Regions from separate parts of the Mus musculus genome. Here region 1 is linked to region 2. Evidence: chromatin contacts called from public HiCAR-type data. All regions are on one chromosome and are shown on one strand. Each heading gives the region's core, a stretch centred on a gene start, on an enhancer-like site or on the middle of the called end of the contact. The rest is flanking DNA. Distances are from core to core; before and after follow the strand shown.

The links. HiCAR-type assays count read pairs that join an accessible place to other places.
Region 1: a contact with region 2 is called in a HiCAR-type map of embryonic stem cells, with 4 times the contacts expected there. The contact joins the enhancer-like site here to the promoter of Itgb3 in region 2. A contact is called at or near these places in 6 of 39 promoter capture datasets (the C10 cell line, the HPC-7 cell line, the SN4741 cell line and 2 more), 2 of 484 Hi-C or Micro-C datasets (both in the G1E-ER4 cell line), 7 of 115 datasets of contacts at active chromatin or transcription factors (craniofacial prominence, embryonic hindbrain, embryonic stem cells and 1 more) and 1 of 9 other capture datasets (embryonic stem cells).

Annotation. Positions count from the first base shown.
Region 1 is chr11:105,151,341-105,156,712 of GRCm38.p6, reverse strand. No RefSeq gene overlaps it. Among named protein-coding and RNA genes, the nearest start is that of 1700052K11Rik, 27 kb to the left of the region's middle. Within about 2 kb of position 4,007, at least 86 of the 459 cell types and tissues checked have an H3K27ac peak or open chromatin away from gene starts, as enhancers often do. A contact at or near this core is called in the G1E-ER4 cell line, the HPC-7 cell line, embryonic stem cells and 1 more, where this site is marked.
Region 2 is chr11:104,604,640-104,610,649 of GRCm38.p6, reverse strand. It overlaps Itgb3 (integrin beta 3), which reads right to left and starts at 2,650. Exons shown (of 15, transcript NM_016780.2): 1 at 2,486-2,650. The coding sequence starts at 2,561.

The sequences.
Region 1 (5,372 bases), core at 2,758-5,257, 540 kb before region 2:
CTCTGGTGGGTGGGCTAGAAGGGAGGTTGAAAGCTTAAAGAACCCTAATTAAATAAAGTAGGTTTTGAAAAATCTAAGCCTACAAGTTTCTCTGTGTAGCCCTGGCTGTTCTGGAATTCCCTCTTGTAGACCAGGCTGGCCTCAAACTCAGAGATCTGACTGCCCCTGCCTCCAGAGTGCTGAGATTAAAGGCTTTTGCAGCCACCACCAAGCAGTTTCTGTTTTTCTTGTGCAGGGGTGGAGTGGTGGTGGAGTTTGAACCAGAGCTGTCTGAATGCCGGACGGGCGGGCACTTTACCCCCAAGTGTCCATCACTGAGTCCCTCCCCCAGTCCCAGAAACTACATTGATATACACATTTCTAGCTCTCCTTTCTCTGCACTTCAGACTGCTCTTTCCTGCCACAACAAACACATCATCTATCATGTTATATCATCTCAGTGTCTAATTGGTTTGTGGGCATCCAGGATCCTTCCTCTGTCACCTCTGTAGTCCAGGGCCCGATGGCAGTTATTCAACACTTACTGATAGAACTCTGGGGGAGTGTCATTGCTGCCCTTGGAGAAGATGAAACTACTCAAGTTCCTGGAGATCACGAGGGTAGAGCCGGGACTGGATTCCACTAGACTCTGCAGTGGCCTGTTCTCTTGGATCTCTCCGTATCCAGGGGCCAGGCCTACTACCAGTTCATAGAAAAGGGACTTTGCTCCCTGCCTGTCCAGAAACATACTTGAAGAGGAGTCAGTGAGTCCCTGCTTCAAGTAGACCTTGAACAGAACTGTTTCCAATTAAAAAAAAAAAAAAAAGAGGGTAGGATGGGGGGTTGTTTTGTTTAATTTTATTTGTTTTGAAATGGACTATTTTACTTAGAGATTTTCATTTTGTTTTTGGACTTTTTAATAATTTGTTTATATTGTAGGAGCATTGATTTGTGTTTTGCCTGCATGTATGTCTGTGTGAGGGCATCGGATTCCCTGGAACGATCATTACAGACAGCTGTAAACAGCCATGTAGATGCTGGAAATTGAACCCAGGCCCTCTGGAAGAGCAGCCAGTGCTCTTAGTCACTAAGCCATCTCTCCAGCCCCCAACCCCCCTTTTTGGACTTTTTGAGACAAGATCTCATTATGTAGCCCAAGTTGACCTCAAACTTGATCCTCCTCTTTCAGCCTGCACAGTGCTGGAGTTAAACACATGAGCCGCCATCTCTGACTACTTGACGGTTTAAAACCGGAGAGCTGGCTGGAGAGCTGTCTACTGTGGAAAACATCATTTCTGAGTTACATTGACAAAGAAAACATCAGAAATGACCTCTGATGCCTTTCTTAGATCAGGAAGAATCATGTTTGGTCCTGATGGAAAAGAGTCGTGTCTGAGTCCTTTCCCATTACAAGGGCATGAGAAACAAGTTGTGGGTCTGCCTTTCTCCCATGGAACTAACTGCCAGTGTCGTGGAGATTTTCTGTCTGTTTGCAACAGAGTCTCATGTGGCCCAATTTGGCCTCTTGCTTGCTATGTAGCCCTAACTAATTTTGATTCTCTTGCCTCAGCTTTCCCAGGCAACCTCCTGGGTGATGCATTTTGTTTTGTCCCCAGGACCCCACAAAAACAGCAAAAGTGTGTGTGTGTGTGTGTGTGTGTGTGTGTGATGAACAAATCTTTTAGTGGCTCAGGGGAGACAGCTCCACCTTCCCAAGACTGCCTGAGTGGGGCAGAGCTGGAATTGCTTTGTGACATCTCACAACCACACACCCCTAACCTTCTGTGCCTCACACTTTCCAAATTAACAGACAACTCCAAAGCCGTCCATCGTGTCTGTTGCTGTTGTTTTTTTATTTCACAAAGGAAAAGCAGTTCTCACCACAAGTTACACACTTCAAAATCCCAGGGGTCTGCACTCCAGAGCACAGTGGGCGATGCTCACTCTGCCAAAATCACCTGACAAGCTGGTCACAGCCGCTTAGCTGCCAGGTCCATGCTGCCATCCTCATCTTGCTGGCCTCCCGGAGAATGTCCCAGGCAAGTCAGCATAGGTATTCAGCTCAGTGTTAGTGCAAAACTGTGACCTGGCAGCCTGAGAAGCCTGACCAGTGAGGGAGAAGCCTGACCAGTGAGAGAGAAGCATAGCCAGTGAGGGAGAAGCATGACCAATGAGGGAGAAGCTGACCAGTGAGGGAGAAGCCTGGCCAGTGAGGGAGAAGCCTGACCAGTGAGAGAGAAGCATAGCCAGTGAGGGAGAAGCATGACCAATGAGGGAGAAGCTGACCAGTGAGGGAGAAGCCTGGCCAGTGAGGGAGAAGCCTGGCCAGTGAGGGAGAAGCCTGGCCAGTGAGAGAGAAGCATAGCCAGTGAGGGAGAAGCCCTGCCAGTGAGGGAGAAGCATAGCCAGTGAGGGAGAAGCATGACCAATGAGGGAGAAGCCTGGCCAGTGAGGGAGAAGCCTGGCCAGGGAAAGAGAAGCATTACCAGTGAGAGAAGAAGCTTGATCAGTAAGGAGAAGCCCAACCAGGGAGAGAGAAGCCTGATCAGCGAGGAGCAGCCTGGATGACAGTAACTTAGAACTCTGGTACTCCCTGGCCCCACCTCAGCATTGCCTTGTCTGTCAATCTGTTTTACATCCACAGATTTCATGTTCTTCTCTTTGCCACACTGAGAGGAGAGTGGCCAACGACTGCTCTGACCTCGACACATAAACAGCCTGCAGATTGGACTTGACAGATTATAAAGGACTGACCCAGCAATTCTCCAGCGCCCTTTTGCTGTAATTGTAATTAGACTGAGCATTAAAAAGGCTCTTGGAGAAATTCTTCCATTTGAGGAAAGCCAGGAAGTTTGGTTTTCAATTCATTCATTCACTCACTCACTAGCATTGACAGCCACCCACACACAATTATCTGAGTTCAGCACGGTGCTAACCCCTTTCAAGGAAAGTGGCTTCAGGAATTCCTGAAGTCCACTCCTGCTCTGTCAGAAAACAGTACACTGGCAGGCAGTCAAGGGCACACGTTTTTTGTTCAAAGACTTTCAGCTCATTTCTGCTGGGTGACCTTTGGCACACTATTTAACCTCCTGGCCCAGGGTTTCCTCTAGGGGTTAATAATCCCACCCTCCAGAGGCTTCATCAAGCTTAAGTGGGACCATCTGTGTACAGTGGCCAGCGACTCAGCACTCAGCCACTACAGGGCGAGCCCAGCGCACTCTCCCTCCCTGCCCCCTTCCACTGGCATTTTGCCAGTCATGGGGAGCCACAGGGTAACTCACACACTCCCTGCCCTCAGGACTGATGAGACCTGTCACTGACAGAGCGGTTTCTCCATCTATAAGATGGGGAGTCATGGCTCTAGAGAGAGCCATCAGTAGTGAAAAGCAGTGACTTTTCTCAGGCGCTCCCTGAGAAAAAGACCATGGGGACTTAGCAGAGTGTGCCTGCCTTGGGCTTCTCATCAGCGGGGACTTAGCAGAGTGTGCCTGCCTTGGGCTTCTCGTCAGCTGTCACGGCTGCCCCGGGGGCTGCTGTCTTTTTCATGTGGCCCAATTTGGCCTCTTGCTTGCTATGTAGCCCTAACTAATTTTGATTCTCTTGCCTCAGCTTCCCAGGCAACCTCCTGGGTGATGCGTTTTGTTTTGTCCCCAGGACCCCACAAAAACAGCAAAAGTGTGTGGTGTGTGTGTGTATGTGTGTGTGTGTGTATGTGTGTGTGTGTGTGTGTGATGTTTTGAAATCCCTGAATGTGCTTCCAAGACCCAGAGATCCGCCTGCCTCTGCCCCTGACTGCTAGGACTACCGGGTATATATTAACACAGGCAACCTGCAGTTGTTTAGTTTGTTTTGGGGAACAGGCGTGGTTCATTCTAAAGCCAGGCCATCTAGAACCTACCCGCCCAGCTGCCAGTGCTCCATGCCGTACATTTAGAAACCTTATGGTTGTAGAATAGGCATTCAGGAAGGGTGGTGTCACTGTGCCCTGGGGGGCCGTGTGGGCCTCTGGTGAAAGGGGCACACCCATCTGACACGTAACTCTGGCCCGCTTGGGTGGTGTTGTAGTAATTTGAGCTATCTCTGTGTTCCATGACCATTGCGACTGACCGGTCAGAGATGGTGTCTCCCGCAGAACTAGTGAGGGTAACCTTTAAAGTCAGTGACAAAAGCAAGTGACAAAGCCAGAGTGTTCCTCCTGCTTTCCTGTTAGTGTCTGTGGTGCAGAAAAGTGTGTCTCCTAAGGACCAGAATTCTCTAATCTGATCACAGCACATTATCGCACACAAGAAATTAAACCACAAAATTATCTAACATGAACCTAAGGCCTCATACATGCAAAGGAGGCATATCTTCACTGAGCCACGACTCTAGCTTTATGGGTATCCCATCTCCCCTGCCCCCCCCCCGCCACCCCCCCTCCCCCCCACCCCCCACCCCCACCCCCGCCCCGTTTCTCTGTGTAGCCCTTGCTATCCTGAAACTTGCTCTGGAGGCCAGGTTGGCCTCGAACTCAGAGATCCACCTCTGCCTCTGGAATGCTGGGAGTAAAGGTGTGCGCCACCCTCCCCACCCCCACAGCCTTGTGGCTATTTTTTTTTTTTTTTTTTTTTTTTACTTTATATTTCAGCCAAGTTCTAGGCTCCCTTGACAAGCTGACTATCCTTCACTCATCCCTGCTGGACTTCCAGACCTACCCACCTTCAGATTGTTCTTCCCCAAGGACTGACTGGTCCGAGGGCCAATCGCTGGTGGGGCGGGAATAGGCTGTGGGGGTGAGCTGGAAGGTGTTAACAAGGGCAGTATCCCCCGGGCCTCGTGGAAGCACAGTCACTTCCTCCAGGTGCAGAAAGCTGAGCCTGCGGCTTTAAACACAGTGCCACTGCAGCCAGCTTCTAGCAGCAGGAGCCTTCATTACCGCCCCCCCCCCCCCCAGGCTTTAAGGTATTTCCAGTTGGAAGTGCACCTGCCCTACAGTGGGTCAGAACAGAAACCTCAATGCTTTTCTCCCCCATCCCAAGAACGCAGCAGCAGCAGCACCTGCTGCTTGCCCTGATCCTCCCACCCCCCCATCACTGTCCACCTCTAGAGCGTGGGTATTCCGTAATCCCCACACCTCTTCTCCCAGCAGCACAGCTAATCGTCAAGCATGATCAGGCCGCTCCTCTCAGGCAGCTTCTCATAGTAATGAGTGTCCCGGCTCTGGGGGGGGGGGGGGGGGGTACCTGGCGGTCCAGCCTTGCCCTTTCTTTTCAGCTTGCTCAGCACTTCCGGCCCGCTGTTAGCTTTGAGTGGAGGCTTCCCACCCAGGGGCTGTTGGAGCACGTGCTTCAACCTCAACCTGCAGTTGTGCACCCTGCTGTCCTCTTCTCAGTCTCCTGACCGCCAAAGCTCCC
Region 2 (6,010 bases), core at 1,401-3,900:
CTGAAATATGCCAAGCTACCACAGAGGAATGAGCTGAATTCAGAGGCTGTGAGAGCTGAATTCTCAGCTGGGAGCCTGGACCGCACCAATGCACGAAGCAGCAACAGCTCTGGCCCGCAGTCCATAGTAGACAGCTTAATAGCAACAGCAATCACCACGCATGGAACACTTCATTTGAGCCTTTGTCTCATTTAGTCTGCCAACGAGAGGCACTATTTTTCTCCACTTTACAGGTGAGGAAGCCCAACTAAGATATTAGGTAATTTAACAAGATGGCATGGTCAATCAGGGGCAAAGCTAAGAATCAAACCCACATCCCGCTTGCTTAAACCCCAGCTGTCCCTCTTCCCCAGCAAAAAGCCTTTCCTCATCTCTCCTGGCCCTGCGGATTCCTGAAGAGAGCTTTAGTTGGACAGTTCCCAGAATGCGGACTCTAGAGAACCAAGCACCTCATCCTAGCTGACCTAATTAGGTTAGAATACCCACTGCGATACAAGGACGCCTTGTTTTAAATACAACAAAGTATTTAGATGAAGCTAAAAGGATTACTTTTGTAGTTAGAAACTGAAAGTCAGCGTCTCCTCAGAGCAGAATCTCCTACCCCTCCTACTCTGAAGGCCCTTCTGTGGCACCTCACTCCGACCCTGTTCTGTGTGTCCCCAAAGTCACCACACTGCCTGCTTCCCCAGGGACCTAGTGATGTTTGCAACTCTGCCACCAACACTGAGATGGCATGTGAGTATGACAGACACCTCTTGCACAGGATGCTCTAGAGGCTTCTGCCCCTCAACAGGACTCTACATCCTCTCAGAGGGAGCCTGAGGCTAGCTTGGCACAAGCCATCGCCTCCCTAGATTATTCCAATCACAACAAATCTGTGAACAGATATCCTAAAGGATCCGTTGTTTGTTTGTTTGTTTGTTTGTTTGGTGTGTATACCATGTGTACACGCATGCACATGTACATGCATGCTCATATACAATTGTCCCTGGGCAGAGACCAAAAGACAACCTGAGTGTCACTCTTCAGAAATATCACTTCTATTTTTTTAAACAGGATCTCTTTCTATCCTGAGGTGGTGATGATGACACTCAGAAGTCAATGTGAAAGTTATAGATACAAACAAACCACAAAGTGTTTTAAGTAAAATCTCAAAATAGCTGAGGGGAACTGGAAATTGCCTAACACAAAGAGTACTAGCTATCTTTTGTTCAGTGTATCTGTTATCTGTGAGGACACTTTCACGCTGTACAGAAGCAGGGCCTGTCATGACATGCCAATTAAAAAATTAAGTCGAAATGTTTAAAAGGTTTTAAATTCACGAAAGTTAGCCTATCTGTTAGAAACATCAGCTTTCCTGGAGGATTTCCCCATTCCCCATCAACGGCTACCAGCAGCTGACAGAGACTCTAATATCTCCAGGGCAGAATGCTAGAGAGCCTGGTTCCTGTTCTGTGGTGACAAAGCTTGTTCAATGTAGGCTAAAGACCACAGTTTTCATCTTTCGCTTGGAAGCTTCTGCCACAAAAGACAAATATCAGTTCTCTACTGAAACCCCTTTCCCTTTCCCTGTCCCATGTCTATGTTCATCTGTACCACCGTACAAGGGTCAGGAAGGCAGCCACCAAAATCTTTTTTTAGATTACTTAACTTCAAAGTCAACTTAATAAAGTTTACCTTTAACAAATAGTCCATCTGGGTCTGGAGATGTAGCTCAATTAATAAAGTGCTTGCCTGCCATGAGGAGACCCTGGGTTCGACTCCCTGCAGCATATAAACCCTGAGGGGTGGTGCATGTCTATAGTCCTAGCACTCCTTAGTAGAGGCACAGGGGAATCTGAAGTGCAAGGTCACCCTGGACTACACAGAGTGTGAGGTATCCTGAAATATATGAGACTGTATTACACACATGTGCACACACACACACACACACAACTGCGGGTTTTACTTGCTCCAGCTGACCTCCAGCAACCACCCCCTCCCGCTCCCCTAGGCTCTGCGGACTGGATGACTCCCCTTCCCTGCAGCGTTAGTGGGCCTGAAAGCTGACGATGCAGGCAGCTGATGTTGTGGGACACACGCAGGAGAGACAAAGTCAGCCCCAAGGACCTCTGTGCTGACTCCCAGCACACAGTCAGGGAGTGTTGGGTGAGAGGTCGGCCCCAGAAGGGACGGAGCCCGAATCCCTGCTCCTCCTTAAGGAGTGGGGCGGCCAGAAGATTGTCCTGCGCACTCCAGAGAAAGGGGCAACCCAGAGCGCACACACCCACCCAAGCAGGTGAGCTGCATCCTTCTGCCAGCGCACCGGGACGGCCCAGCGGATCTCCATCTTTCCTCTGCTTCCCGGGCCAGGCCAGGATCTCCGCCACCAGCGATGCGCCCTCGAGGCCACGGGAAGAAGGATCCGCCCCCCGCACCTCTGCTTCTCAGTCCTAGCTCCGGGTTCCCAGGGTCCTACGGCATTTCGCGCACCCGACTCGCTCACCTCCAACAACAACGCCCGCCAGCGCCCCCAGCGCCAGCAGAGCGGCCCAGAGTTGTCCCGGCCACTGCGCTCGCATCCTGTCCGCCGCCCTTCACGCCGCGCGCGCGCCACGGCGAGCCTGGCACCCGCAGCTGCTTTTCCTGCGGAGGGGAGGGAAGAAGGGAGGGGACGGGGTGGGTGGGACACAGCGGGGCGGGCGGAGTGCTCGCGCTCCCTCCCTCCGGCTCACGCCTGGACCCTGCCTGAGGCTGAGTGTGATGGGTAAACTTTGCAATCTTCCCCAGCCCCCCGCCCACGAGGACCTGCCCGCGTTCACTAGAGGAGACCGCGCCCCCCGGGGTCCTGTGTGCATCTGGGTCCCAGGTGTCTGCGCCTGGGTGCTCGGTTTAAAAAAAGAAGAAAAAAAAAGCTTTGGGTCACTTCCTGGACTCTGCTAGTCCCACCTCCGCAGAGACATCAACACTGCTATTTCACTTCACCGGGCTCAGTTTGCTTTCCTCCTGGTTTCATTCTTTTCCTCAACGGGCAGGCAGCTGTCAAATGCTTTCTATGCAGCCTCTTGTCAATACCACACCTGCAGCTTGTGGTAGGAAAGACGGATCCGAGTAGAGCCTCTGTCTGTAAATGCTTGCTTGCCCGTAGCAGGTGTCTAAGAATCATTTTAGAACAGTCACCATATTGCCTTCCAACTCAAATTCACTAGCTTTATAGTATTTTCCTCAGAGAACACTTGCTGCTGTTCCTATCCCCTGCACTAGTTTCCTTGAGTCTTCCCCAGATGGGAAACCCCTAGACGTGCAAAAGGTGCAAAATGCTGAAGCTGATCAGGATGTCATAAGAAGTGACTGGGCCTGTGCATCCTTACGCAAGAAGGGTAGTGTTGTAAAATAAATAAATAAATAAATAAATAAATAAATAAATAAATAAATAAATAAATAAATAAAACTAGGGCAGGCGATGTGGTGCAATCGGCAGAGCACTTGCCTAGCAACCACTGGGCTCCATCCCCAGCACTACGTGAAACAGGATGTGATGCCTACAATTCCAGCCTAAGGAGGCAGGAAGACCAGAAGTTCCAGGTAGTGCTTGAGTACATAGGGAGTTCAAAGCCAGCCTGAGCTAGAGCAGACTCTGGAGGAAGGGTGTGGAAAGAACTCAGCCATGATCCATCACCCAGCCTTAGCCCAAGAGATTTTTGTCACTCCTAAATGTCCCATGCCTTTCCATCTGACTGACCTTCCTTCCTCTTTCCATTTGGAAAATCCCACTTACTTTTCAAAACATCTCAAATGCCATGTCTTCCACGCCATCTTGTCTGATGTTCCTCCTCCTCCAGCCTTGTCCTCTCCAGAGGTGTACCCTTCTTCCTCAGACTTCTCACACAACAGGATATTATATCATTTCATGTCACAGATATGAACTTTATAACTGTATAAATTCATGGACACAATTGTATTTTCCCCGGTATTTCATTACTCTACACAGTGACTCATAGCAAGTTTGAATACACCCTAGGCTACATAACAGGAAAGTATCCCAAGCAAACCAAAAGTAATAGTGAGGCTAGGGAGATGTCTCAGTGGACAAGAGTGCTTGCTGGACCAATGTGAGGACCTGGGTTCAAATTCCCCAACAACCACAAACAGATCTGAGCATAGACATCTGCTGGCCTGTAATCCCAGTGCAATGGGAGGAAGTGGTGAGGCAGAAGGCTGCCCGGCAGCTAGCCCAGCTCCAGGCTTAGTGAGAGACCCTATCTTGTGAAAATACAGCATCCTCTGATCTCCACATGTATGTGCATGGGTACACATGGGTATAGCCATGCAACCACCGTATACATAAGCCTACACTACACACACACACATATCACACACTTATATACATATACACACAAAACAGTAATTTAAAAACACAATTTAGGCTTTTTATTTTAAATGGTTATTCATCTCTTAAATCAGGAGAGCAAGAGATTCACCCATCTGTCTACCACTTCTGCTACTCTTCACTCTGTTCTCTAGTTCTGAGTTTCAGTCTAGAATCATCTCCCTTCGTCGTGCTAAACTTTACGTTTAGCAACTCCTGGACCTGGAGGAATGGTTCAGTGTTTAAAAGTACTGTCTGCTGTTCTGGAGGACCCAGGTTCGAGTCACCCTCATGGCAGCTCACAACCATCTGCAACTCCAGTTCCAGGGGATCGGATATCCTTATACAGACATGTGCAGGCAAAGCATCGATGCACACAAAGTTAATCGATGATATTTTTAAGTTTAGCAACTCTTACAACTCTCCTTAAACAAATTTGCTGAACTTCTGGCTATTTCACTGTGTTTTTGATGATATTTCTTATAAATGGCTTTATAAATTGTCACAAGTTTCCCTCCACCCCTTTCTATGTCCCTGTTTTTTTAAAGTTAATTTGTAGAGTGTGTGTGTGTGTGAGTGTGGTGTGTGTGTGTGAGATGTGGTGTGTGGGGTATACATGTGGTGTGTGTGTGTGTCCTGTGTGTGTGGTGTGTGTATGTGTGTCCTGTGTGTGTGGTGTGTGTGTGTGAGGTGGGGAGTGTATGTGTGGTATGTGTATGTGTGCCCTGTGTGTGTGGTGTGGTGTGTGTGTGTGTGTGTGTGTGTGTGTGTGTGTATATGTGTGTGGTGTGGTGTTTGTGTGTGTGGTGTGTGTGTGTGTGTGTGTGTGTGTAGTGGTGTGTGTGTGTAGTATATGTGTGGTATATGCAACTATATGCATGCCATGGTACACATGGAGGTGGAGGACAGCATAGGATCCAGGAATGGAACTCAGATCATCAAGTTTGCTTAACTAACACTTCTGCCCTGTGAGCCATCTCCTAGTGTTCAAGTTTGAGTCTATCTCGGCAGAGAACTTGAAGCAGCTGTTCACATCCTGACAGGAGGCCAGAGGGCAAAGAGACTTGGACCTGTATGAAACTGAGCTATTACCCTCCAAGGTTCTCCTCTACCAGCCAGGTCTCACCTTTTTGCATTCTGAACCTCAAAGCTTCACCACCAACTGGGGATCAGTTAGTTATCCAAACAAATGAGCCTCTGGGGGCCACTCACACTTAAGCTGAATCAAAGACATCCCACTGTGTGCTGACCCTATTGTCTTCACTGAAGCTTACCGTCCTCCCAGTTCTTTTCTCTATCCTCTTGTTCTGGCTGCCCCCTTCCCACCTTAACGGTTCATCTTGAAATTAGTTATGTTTATTTTGTAGTTCTCTTCTGTCCTTCCCCAGCTTCCCCTAATGTCCACATCTTGCATTGATTGCCAAATCATAATTAACCAAACAAAAGATTGTTGATTCAGTACTGTAAACAGATCCTGTCACAGAATGTGATCTCTGCTGCTTTTCCCAGGACCCCAGTTCTGATCCAGGCTCTCTGTTATATTTAGTCACTGAGTCTCCCAATTATCCTTCAACCTACGGTGGGTATTTTCATAGTTGTTCTTTTTACACGCCATCCCTGGTTGGAAAGGATGGTGTCTGAGAAGCTCTGTACACAGGACAG